Regions from separate parts of the Canis lupus genome. Here all the other regions are linked to region 3. A link is a contact called in public Hi-C data. All regions are on one chromosome and are shown on one strand. Each heading gives the region's core, a stretch centred on a gene start, on an enhancer-like site or on the middle of the called end of the contact. The rest is flanking DNA. Distances are from core to core; before and after follow the strand shown.

What was found. Hi-C and Micro-C count contacts between places; a contact is called where the count stands out from the background.
Region 1: a Hi-C map of blood shows a contact between it and region 3, with 4 times the contacts expected there. The contact joins two enhancer-like sites. A contact is called at or near these places in 5 of 9 Hi-C or Micro-C datasets (amygdala, blood, liver and 1 more).
Region 2: a contact with region 3 is called in a Hi-C map of blood, with 2.5 times the contacts expected there. The contact joins two enhancer-like sites. A contact is called at or near these places in 3 of 9 Hi-C or Micro-C datasets (amygdala, blood and skin fibroblasts).

What each region holds. Positions count from the first base shown.
Region 1 is chr4:15,647,825-15,651,556 of UU_Cfam_GSD_1.0, forward strand. The region is part of intron 4 of LOC102152465 (a long non-coding RNA gene); the gene reads right to left. Among named protein-coding and RNA genes, the nearest start is that of NRBF2, 35 kb to the right of the region's middle. Within about 2 kb of position 1,262, at least 2 of the 20 cell types and tissues checked have an H3K27ac peak or open chromatin away from gene starts, as enhancers often do. A contact at or near this core is called in blood, where this site is marked.
Region 2 is chr4:15,720,983-15,724,572 of UU_Cfam_GSD_1.0, forward strand. No RefSeq gene overlaps it. Among named protein-coding and RNA genes, the nearest start is that of NRBF2, 38 kb to the left of the region's middle. Within about 2 kb of position 2,334, at least 2 of the 20 cell types and tissues checked have an H3K27ac peak or open chromatin away from gene starts, as enhancers often do.
Region 3 is chr4:15,248,567-15,252,018 of UU_Cfam_GSD_1.0, forward strand. No RefSeq gene overlaps it. Among named protein-coding and RNA genes, the nearest start is that of ADO, 180 kb to the right of the region's middle. Within about 2 kb of position 2,090, at least 3 of the 20 cell types and tissues checked have an H3K27ac peak or open chromatin away from gene starts, as enhancers often do. A contact at or near this core is called in blood, where this site is marked.

The DNA of each region.
Region 1 (3,732 bases), core at 12-2,511, 400 kb after region 3:
ATCAGGGCCGAGCAGAGTGTGGGCTGAAGAATCCTGCCTCCTAAGGAGGTGACAGTCAAACGACGCTGGCTCATCATGTGTGTCAAAGGCAGTGCAAGGCAGGTAAATAGCAAGTAAGCATTTCCCACCCACTCACAAATTCCATGCTGGAAACGCTGGTTTTGCAGGAGCCTCTTTCCACTATTGGGTCCATTCACATCCAAGCTCTTTTTAAGAAGGAAACAAACAAGCCGCTAATACGTCAGGCACTAGTTCAGAATGTTTTCAATAGTAACCACAGGAAATCTGCAACTTTCCCCTCTCGTGCTCTAGCATTTAATCCCTTCAACTTGCCTTGTTTTGTTTGCCGTGAAATGAGATGAAGAGTCAATTTTCCGATAGTAAGTACAGAATCAATATATAAGGGCAGTGACTACAAATATCTATTCTCAGAAAGCTTCACTGAGCAGGAACTCACTTGCACAGAACATGAGTTCCCCTTTGACGAGCTCTACTTTTATTGTCCACCATGGCTGGATTCAACATACAGAACTAAAATAGTCTCCTTTAGACAAAGTATGAAGGTATATAAAATCCCACAAATAAATGGATTCGATGAAGCAATATCAAATAAAGACTATAAATATCAAACTGAAGAATTTATATGAAACAGCATAGATTTCAAGTGCTAGAGAATTGAGGAAAGGAACCAAAAACTGGAGAAACCATTTGAATGAGTAAACAATAAGGAAAAGCTGATATGATCTTTGTATATGTATTGCTTTCTAACTTATCTTTATAATGCAAATCATACTTCCACTGAGTAAAGAATGTACCTAGATTTGACAAATGGTTTATCAACCCATGCCACTTAAAATGCTTTCAAATAACTGATGTCTGCGTCAGTCAACAATATCTCTATCCGTATCACCCAGATCTTATGACCAATGGGAAAATCTAACTTTGCCTGTGTAGGCTCCTATTTCAGAGACTGCTACTTCTTATCACAGTAAAACAAAATAGTAAATGGTATTCTCCTTCTCTTCCAACTGCCCAAGGAGCAATAACTGCGTTTTTGTGGAATCCAATTATGCTCTAGAGATTTGGATTGTCTTTGCAGGAGGGAGGGGAAGAGTGAAGACTAGTGATATAATTAAATAAAACAAATTGTGGTTTGTCTGGGGTTTTGGTCTACATCCTGCCAGGAAGTGAGTGAAGAAGTCATTGGCAGGTACTGCACTCTGGAAGAGAGCTTTTTTGCAGCCGGGTAGATCAGCGCAGTGCCAGCCAGCCTTATGTGTAGGAAGAAGGGCAACCACCTACGTAGCACCATTTGACGTGTACAACAAGGCCCTCCTGGCCATAAAATAGCTCTCACACTAGCATGCACAGCCCAATATTCTCTTCAACCAATCAGTACTGGCTAAGTATAAGACTTGTATGAACACTTTTTGTACACCCAGTGATTGCTGAGCACAAAGCAAATATGAGGCATCATCCCTGACTTCAAGACCTGACAGATCAGAGACACAAAACTAGGGTAGGTGAGAATATCAAATACGTTAAAACAATGTGTAATTAAAATTGTGCGATACACTGTCAAGTGCTACAAAACTAAGAGAAGGGAGAAAAAAAATAGAGCAGTCATGGAGCTTTTGAATGAGTGAACGAAGAGAGGAGTAAGATCTAGGATAACAGCATGGATCAGAAGAAAAGACGGGAGATCCAAAAAGCATAATGGCACAGGGACAGAGGTGAAGGGGGACCTTCTTAGGAAAATGAGACATGTCTGATTAAAAGTGTGCATCAAAGGCACTGATGGAGAGTAACTGAATAGATGGAGCAGGATCAGATGTCAGGAGGACCCCTATCTGATCTCTAATCTCCATCTTTATGAAGTTTTTTCCCTTTTGTAAAGACTAAGAAATGAAACCTCTACCCCAGTTACACTTTATATCATCATCCTGTTTATTTCCTAAGATTTACCACAGACTTTCATTATCTTGTTTTTAATTCATTTACTTTTGTACTTACTTATTTACTACCCATTGTCCATCTCCTGCCTGGCACTCATATAATGAGTGAATGAATGAATGAATGAATGAATGAAACTGTCCCTACAAGACACTTGGTAGAGCCAGGAAGGTTATCTTTAGCTCTCTTTCATTATCTCAAACTCACTGAGTATTTTGTTTCTCTTGAAGGCAGATGGAGCCCTGTCCTGAAGGATCCAAAGCAAAACTTTCTTTGGATCTTCAGTATCGAGTCAAGTCTCTAAATTTTAAGAATGAAGGGATGCCATACTGGGGAATGCTATCCATCAGTCCTGGTTTAGAAGTGAATCGGTACCTGAAGAGTGAAAGGAAGAAGAGACATTGGAAAAACAGGAAAGAGTTAAATTAGGGAAGTAAGGGGAAAGGAGTTGTGTGCACAGAAAGGAAGTGCCCATCCAAAGAAGAGAACATTTCTAGGACCTACGTGATACTGAGTTTGGAACTGGTCAAATCAGAATTGCAGTGACTGATGTCTCCTTGCAACATGGAGAGTAGCTAGAGAACCAGAGGGGTTTTAAGAACAGAAAGGTCCAAAGACTGGAGTAGTTACAGATGAGAGTCTAGAGGAGAATTCCCTGGGAAGGGAATATCACTCCAGGAATGTCTGCATTTTAATTAGACAATTGCAAAACCAACTCAGTAATTGGAATGTTTCACTCTTTATTCACAGGACAGCAGAATCTTAGAAGCTGAAAGGGTACTGGGGACACTTTCAATCAGCTATCAGGCTTCAGCGAGGTTGTTCCCACAGTATTCTAAACTGAAAGTAGTCTATTCTCATTTTAAAAATGCAAAGAGGAAGTCATTTTCAATAATGATACAGTCTCAAAAAAAAAAAATGATACAGTCTCTTCTTTTCAAGAAATTGTTCTACGACCCAATCCCAAAAAGGCAGCTAGACTGAGATGCAGGCCTGTCTGAGTACGGTTCTAAAACTGAGACCAGGGGCAGCCTGGGTGGTTCAGCAGTTTAGTGCTGCCTTCAGCCCAGGGTGTGATTCTGGAGATCCAGAATCGAGTCCCACGTCAGGCTCCCTCCATGGAGCCTGCTTCTCCCCCTGCCTGTGTCTCTGCCTCTCTCTCTCTCTCTGTCTCTCATGAATGAATGAATAAATAAAATCTTTAAAAAATAATAAAATAAAAAAATAAAACTGAGACCAGAAGCAGTGAGCTTCATTCTTGTAACTGGTACTTCCAAGTATCATCTCTCACCATGGTTGCTGGCTTACTTCTTGCCTCAGTCTCCTTTTGTCCTCTTCCTGTCCCACATCATAAAAGAAAACATACTGGAGAATAATGAGTCACATGGGATGGGAAACTTACACTCCATCCCACCCTGTGTAGTACAGGGCAGCAGGCTACTCTGCCTTTCTCTCTAATTCAGAGCATTTGTCTTGCTCAACCCATCTCCAATTTAAGAAATTATATGAGAACTGGTACTACAGATTTAAAAGTCCTGAATGGGGATCCCTGGGTGGTGCAGCGGTTTAGCGCCTGCCTTTGGCCCAGGGCGCGATCCTGGAGACCCAGGATCGAATCCCACATGGGGCTCCCGGTGCATGGAGCCTGCTTCTCCCTCTGCCTATGTCTCTGCCTCTCTCTCTCTCTGTGACTATCATAAATAAATAAAAATTTTTTTAAAAAATAAATAAATAAAAGTCCTGAATGTTGAAAGAAAAAAATAATCAGGCTTTTCCATT
Region 2 (3,590 bases), core at 1,084-3,583, 470 kb after region 3:
TGTATATACCTATAGGCAGAAAGGGGAAAAAAGCCTGAAATCTGTAATCTGAGTACAGGCACCAGATACTTAACACACAGCATCTTTCCTTCCGCCACTAAAACTATGATGTAGCCGGGGCGCCTCGATGGCTCAGTTAAGCGTCTGCCTTTGGCTCAGGTCGTGATCCCGGGGGGTCCTGGGATGAGCCCCGCATCTGGCTCCCTGCTCTGTGGGGAGTCTGCTCCTCCCTCTCCTGCTCCCCCTCCTCCCTGCTTATGCTAGTGCTCTCTCGCACACTCGCTCTCTCAAATAAATAAAATATTTAAAGAAAATTATAGGGATGCCTGAGTGGCTCAGTTGGTTGAGCATCTGCCTTCGGCTCAGGTCATGATCCCGGAGATGTGGGATCGAGTCCCATGTCGGGCTCCCTGCATGGAGCCTGCTTCTCCCTCTGCCTGTGTCTCTGCCTCTTTCTCTGTGTCTCTCATGAATAAATAAAATATTTTTAAAAATTATAAAGTAGCTAGTGTAGCCTTCATGGAAGAAGCAAGGTTGGCGAAATGGCTTTCTTGGTAGAGAACAGCGTGAACAAAAGTATGGAGTTCAGAAATGGGAAAGAGGAACTGTAAGCTTGCTCAGAATCAAATCATGGCAACACACAGGAGGAAATTGGGTGGAGGCCCATGTGGATTGTCCTTTCATTTTTTAAAAGTGAGGGGGTCAGAATCAGGTCCTGGTCTTGAGTGGAAAATATTTGGAATATGTTCTCAAAGTTAGGATTGCTTACTCAGCAGCCAAAAGGATCTCAGAAGCTGGGGTCAGTTTTTGTTTTCCTTAGCATGCTTCTCTGTTGTAGATGTTACATTGGAAAAAGAAGGTAGAGTACTCGGTATGACGAAGAGATAAAAGTGAAGGAATCAGGGATACAAATGGGAGTATCTTTAAGGTTACCAAACAGCCCAAGATGTTCAAAGGATACAAGACGGATTAGATGATGGGGAGTAGGGGCAGCACTGAGGGAACAAAGCCTCATGACGGGTTCCCAAAGGTAAAGGATACTTTTTCTTTTTTTGTATTTATTTATTCATGAAAGACAGAGAGGCAGAGACACAGGCAGAGGGCGAAGCAGGCTCCATGCAGGGAACCCGACGTGGGGACGTGGGACCCGATCCCGGGTCTCCAGGATCGCCCTGGGCCAAAGGTGGTGCTAAACCGCTAGGCCACCCCGGCTGCCCAAAGGATACTTTCTAAAACAAGGAAAGGGAGGTTGTAGCCTGGAAAAGGGGCTCTTGGTTTGAGGAACCAGACAACTTTTAGGCCTATGCTCCTTTGAAGCCGATCCCCCAAAGAAAAATTCTGCTGAGGGTATTATGAAGTCCTCGAGCCTCTGTTGGCACCAGTAGATCTTCTGTTGGCTTTAGATCAGATAATTCGCTATTCTTATGAGGAAATGGCTGTTCAGGGAGGGGCCTGGCTATTTGAAACAGATGTTAACCTCTGCCCCCTTTAGTTTCAGGGTTAAAACTAAACCATGGAGGGAGCAAGAAATTGAGTGGGACAAGGGTCACAGACCCCTTTTCATCTCTAGGTAGGTTTCATTTACTTAAATACCCAACACTTGGGATAATGTAAGTTAAGTTCTAGAGTGGCCTTTATTCCATAAAGTAGGAAGACGGTGGAGTAGGAGGACCCTACATGCAGCTTGTCCCACAGGTACAACTAGATAACCCAGCAGAGTAAATACCCCAGAAAATGACCCAAAGACAGGCAGAACAGACTTCACAGCTGAAGGTAGGGAAGAGGGCAGGTGGGGTGGAGGTGTGGCTGAAAGTGAGGGGGACCCGTGGGATTGTCCACAGAGGGAGGGAACTGTGGGTGCAGAGAGGAGGGACCCTCACAACAGCACCCCAGGCACTGGAACCCTCGGGGAGGATAAATCCCCAAAACTGGCTTTGAAAACCAGAAGGGCATAAATAATCCTCTGAGTTCTTACAGTCTGCAGGGCTTAAACCTATAGCTATCAGTGGGCTCAGCTCTGGGAGACCCAGGAGGGCGAGAGGAAACCGAGTCCCCATCCTTAGCCCTGCAGAGACACAGCCTAGAAGCAGCAATTTGAGAACCTCTGGGGCATATGGGAGGGAGGTTTGTTCACTGACCTCAGAGTGCACGCTGGGAAGGCAGGGATCATTGGGAGACACCCCCGGGAACCGAGGAGCTGGTGGGCGCCATTCCCCTGCCCTGCCACTAGTGCAGACACCTGCAGGAACCAGCGCTGGACCAACACTCACTACCCAACTCGCTAACAGCACACCCTGTCCCCAGATGCCCTTTTGGACATGCCCCTCCAGCCAGGCCTCCACTCCGGGTCCCCTCCCCAAGCACACCTGTGCAGACCTTGCTAACACCGTCCACCTGGCCCCTGCATTCTGTAGACCTTACCTCTCCAGCATGCCATTGGCCAGAGCCAATTCAAAGAGGAGCCACAAGCCTTGCATGGGCCAAGCAGTCCCAACAGGGACTAGCACCACTCCCAAGTGACTCCTGCCCTGGGCAGAGGGTAAGATAACCACACACACTAGTCTGGCTGTAGCCCCAGCAGTGGGCTGGAGGCAAACAACGGGTCTGACTACAGGCCCCACCCACCAACAGAAGTTTCTCGGGGCAACGCAGGAAAAGCACTCTGCAGTTTGGTGCTACTGCAACTCTGGCAAACAGCTGGTCTGACTCACGGCCAAGGTGTCCTCAGACTGGCTACCCCATAGGGACCAAACACTGCCCACAATGGACAGAGAGTCACTGTAGATGACTGAAGGAAAAAACAATTTAGTCACAACTGTAGGGTGCACGAAACCCCCTTGAAGCCTCAGGTTCTGGTTAACAGGGGACCCTGCACTGCAGAGCACTACAGGACCCCTTCTTCATAAGGCCACTACTTTCAAGAGCAGGAGACATAGCTGACTTTCCTAGGAAACAGAGAAATGTACCAAATGAAAGAACAGGACAAAATCACAGCAAGACACTTAAGTGAAATGGAGGTACGTAATCTATATGCCTGATAGAGAATTTAAAGTAATGGTCATAAAGATATTCACTGGACTTGAGGAAAGACTGAAGGACATCAGTGAGACCCTTAACAAGGCAATAGAAAACATAAAAAAGAACCGATCAGAGATGAAGAACTCAATAACTGAAATTAAAACTACACTAGGTGGAATAGATTAGAATATACAGAAGAACGGATAAATGGCCTGCAGGATAGAGTAATGGAAAGCAACCAAGTTGTAAAGGAGAGAGAAAAAAATATATATATATGAAAAAAATGGAAATGGACTTAGGTAACTCAGTGACACCATCAAGCATGATTATAAGCCGTGTTATAGGGATACCAGAAAGAGGAGAGAGAGAAAAGGGACCAGAAAATTTATTTGAAGAAATGATGAAAACTTCCCAAGTCTGGGAAAAGAAACAGACATCCATATCCAGGAGGCACAGAGAGCCCACCCCCACCAAAATCAACCTAAGGAGTCCACACTAACACACATAATTAAAATGGCAAGTAATTAAAATGGCAAAAAGTAGTGATAAGGAGAGAATCTTAAAAGAAGCAA
Region 3 (3,452 bases), core at 840-3,339:
TCTGAAAATTCCATATCCTTACCAACACTTAATTATCTGTCTTCTTTATTTTAGTCATCCTAGAGGGTGTGAAGTAGTAGATCACTGTGGTTTTGATTTACATTTCATTGACCCTAATAATGTTGAGCATACTTTTATGTGTTTAATGGTTATTTATCTTCTTTGGAAAAAAATGTCTTTTCAAATCCTATTTACTTTTGAATTACTTATTTTTCTTTTTACCATAGGGTTGCAAGACCTCTATACATATCCTGGATATAAGTTCCTTATCAATTTCCTTGGTTTGTAAATATGTTATTCCATTATGTATTTTTCTTTTCACTTTCTTGATTGTTCTTTGAAGAACAAAAGTTTTCATTGTGATGAATTGCAGTTTTTAAAATTTATTTTTCTCTGTTGTGCTTTTAGAAACCATTGCCTAAATCCAAGATCACAGAGACTAACTCTTAGGTTTTCTTCTAGGAGTTTTATAGTTTTAGCTCTTACGTCTAAGTCTATGATGCATTTTGAGTTCATTTTTATGTAAGTTGAGGTAGAGGTTCAACTTCATTCTTTTGCATGTGTGTATGCAGTTATCCAAGCACCATTTGTTGAAAGACTATTTTTTCTCCATTGAATTGTGTTGGTGTCTTTGTAAAAAATCAATTGACCTTAAATGTAAGAGTTTATTTCTGGACTCCCAATTGTATCCCTTTGACCTCTGTGTCTATTCCTTGCTAGTACCACTCTGTTTTGATTACTATAGTTTTGTAGTAGGTTTTAAAATTGGGAAATGTGGATCCACCAACTTCGTCCTTTTTCAACATTGACTATTCTCCATCTTTACCATTGATTTCGAAACAGTGGAGAGAGAAAAGGGCAAGGTTGGGCCCTATTTGGTTAGAAAATAGAAAATGTTGGCATCGAAAGCCAAAGGTGCATATGTGTGCTCATGCAAGAATTTTGGAGAAGCTTATTTTTGCTCTACAAAGGAAAATTCTCTAAGAAAATTTTTACTGATAATAGTCACTTTGATGTAGAATTTTATAGTTGTATTCCAGGAAATTATATATGAAAAGTCTTAATCATGAAGACCTTGAGGACATAGAATATACTAGTCTTCATCATTATCCCTGATTTACTGGGGTGCAAAAGGCCCTAAATGGGATAATCTAGGGGGAAATTATTTCATTCTTTTTGCAAACCTTTAACTGCTTTGTTCTAAAATCCCATTTTTAAAAGATTTTGTGTCCTTAATGTAGGGTGAACTTGGTAGTTAATTGGAACAAGATGAAATTATGCACAGCAGAAAATATTGGTACCTAGATTCCTAAATTCCTGAGTGCTAAATCAGGACATGTACACATTTGTCCCTTCACTGCTGAACAGAGTTAGAGAGCCTCTTGTGACCTTTTAAATGATACAATATTACTTGGTTTTCCTAATGATTACTCAGAGATGTGCCTAAAGGTGATTGCAAGGCACTGGGAACAAATAATATTGAGTAAGAGGGAAGGTTGCACCATGTGATAGAAATAATAAAGACAGGCTTTAGGATGAGACGGCAATGGATTTCAAACATGGATTTCTAACTGGCTTTGTGAACTTCAGAAAGATATTGAGCTTTAGTGTCATTATCTCTAAAAATTGGTAAATAGCTCTCACAGGATTGCTGGGCAGCTTAAGTGATTAGATGAGGCAACAGATGCATATATGCCTAGAAAAATACCTGTCATGGATCAGCCCTCAATCAGTCCACCTGTGGACCAATGATGAAGAAGACTACACAAATAATATGTTAACTGCATTGTTATGATATATTTGATATTTCTTCCCATGAAATCTTATTCTTTTCATTAAAAAAATCTGTCAAGTAGGATTCACAAAACATGATATTTTTATATCTTTCAGACAAATTTTCCTATAAATAAATGAATCATTTTTTAAAAGCCTCTTTTGTCAGAAAAATTGCCCTAATTCCTAGTTAGGAAAATCATATTCCTTAACACTTTGGGTCTAGGTGAATACCATGTATTCAACAATCAAGCTTCAAGTTCTCAAGAGGAAGTGAGACAACCAGAAAACAGGAAGTTAAATGTGTGCAAAAGTATGTTTTGGATGAGGATGTGGTCTCTGTGTCCAAGGTCACATCTATAGTAGAAAGCCATATAGTCCTGATTTTAAGTTATAGCTTCTATTGCACAAAGGAATCTGTTTTTCACTCACGTTGTTTCCTTGACAACAGTACCCTACACACAACAAGTGCTCAATAAATGTTTGTTGAATGAATGAATAAGTGAGTGAACCAAAGCAGGGATCATGTAGTCCAGTAGTTTTCAAACATATTTTTAGCTTTGGACTCTAAATATTTGGTGGATACCCAATAGAGCCTCTTTAGTCCATGAGATAGACTGAAGGGCTTGCACCCCAGGGTCTTCTAGATTCTGGACAGCATAGCTAGGAGCTATCCTTGTCAAACTTCTCATTTCAGAGAAGGGAGCAATAAGGGCCCAAGAGGATTAGAAATTGCCAACTGCTTCACAGTGGAGGCTAAATGTTCATTCTCAATCTTGGGAATCCCTGTGCCAGTGGGGGAAAGGGCACATTCCACTGGGTGTTTGCATCACTGGGAGGGCATGTGGATACCCTGGGGCCATCCAGGTGGCCTTACAGAGGATCTGGTATCAGTTGCTTATCCAATATTCAGAAGTGCGACTCATTCTATGGTGCAATAAAAGGCTTCAAGCTGTGTCAGTGGGGGCTCTCTGACAGCAAGTCTCTACTTTGGGGCTATAACTGTATGACATTCCAGCTCTCCACACAGAAAGGAAATTGGTCGGCAATGTACACATCCTAAAATTTTCTCTAAAAGAAAGGGAATATGGATTTTGGGGGAACCACTTGTGTCCAATGAGTGGATGAGAATTTAGGAGGTGAATTTGGATTTGGTGACACTAGAATCCTTCCAGATCAAATATTTTATGAGCATCTAGTCAATAATATTAATTAGTTCTAAGCGTGGAAGAGATATCTCAACCTGTGTTTTGTGTCTTGGGTCTTCATATTTGTCCAAGTCACACCCTGTTTTTCCCTCCATCTTCTCACCCCTCCTCCTCCACTCTTGCTCCTTAGACGCAGCAGAAGGTTTGCATCACAGAGGCCCTGGAGCCCAGCCACTTCCCATCTCCGCCATCTGGTCAGCAACAGGCCAACCCACCCATGGGCTATAGCTCAGAATCTGCCCCTTCCAGATCACCTCCCTCTGCAGCTTCAGTTCTCCTCCCTCTTATTTTCCATCATGATGGAGATGGAGAAAAAGAGGCAATCAGCTTCCCTTGTAGGAAGGCATTACAAACTCACAGAGATGAGATTAATGTGTGATTTAATACTAGCCACCAAACCATTTTTCAACTGCACAGTCCCGGATAATATATGATCTCTTAATGGGCACTCAACAGCAACAATGACAATGA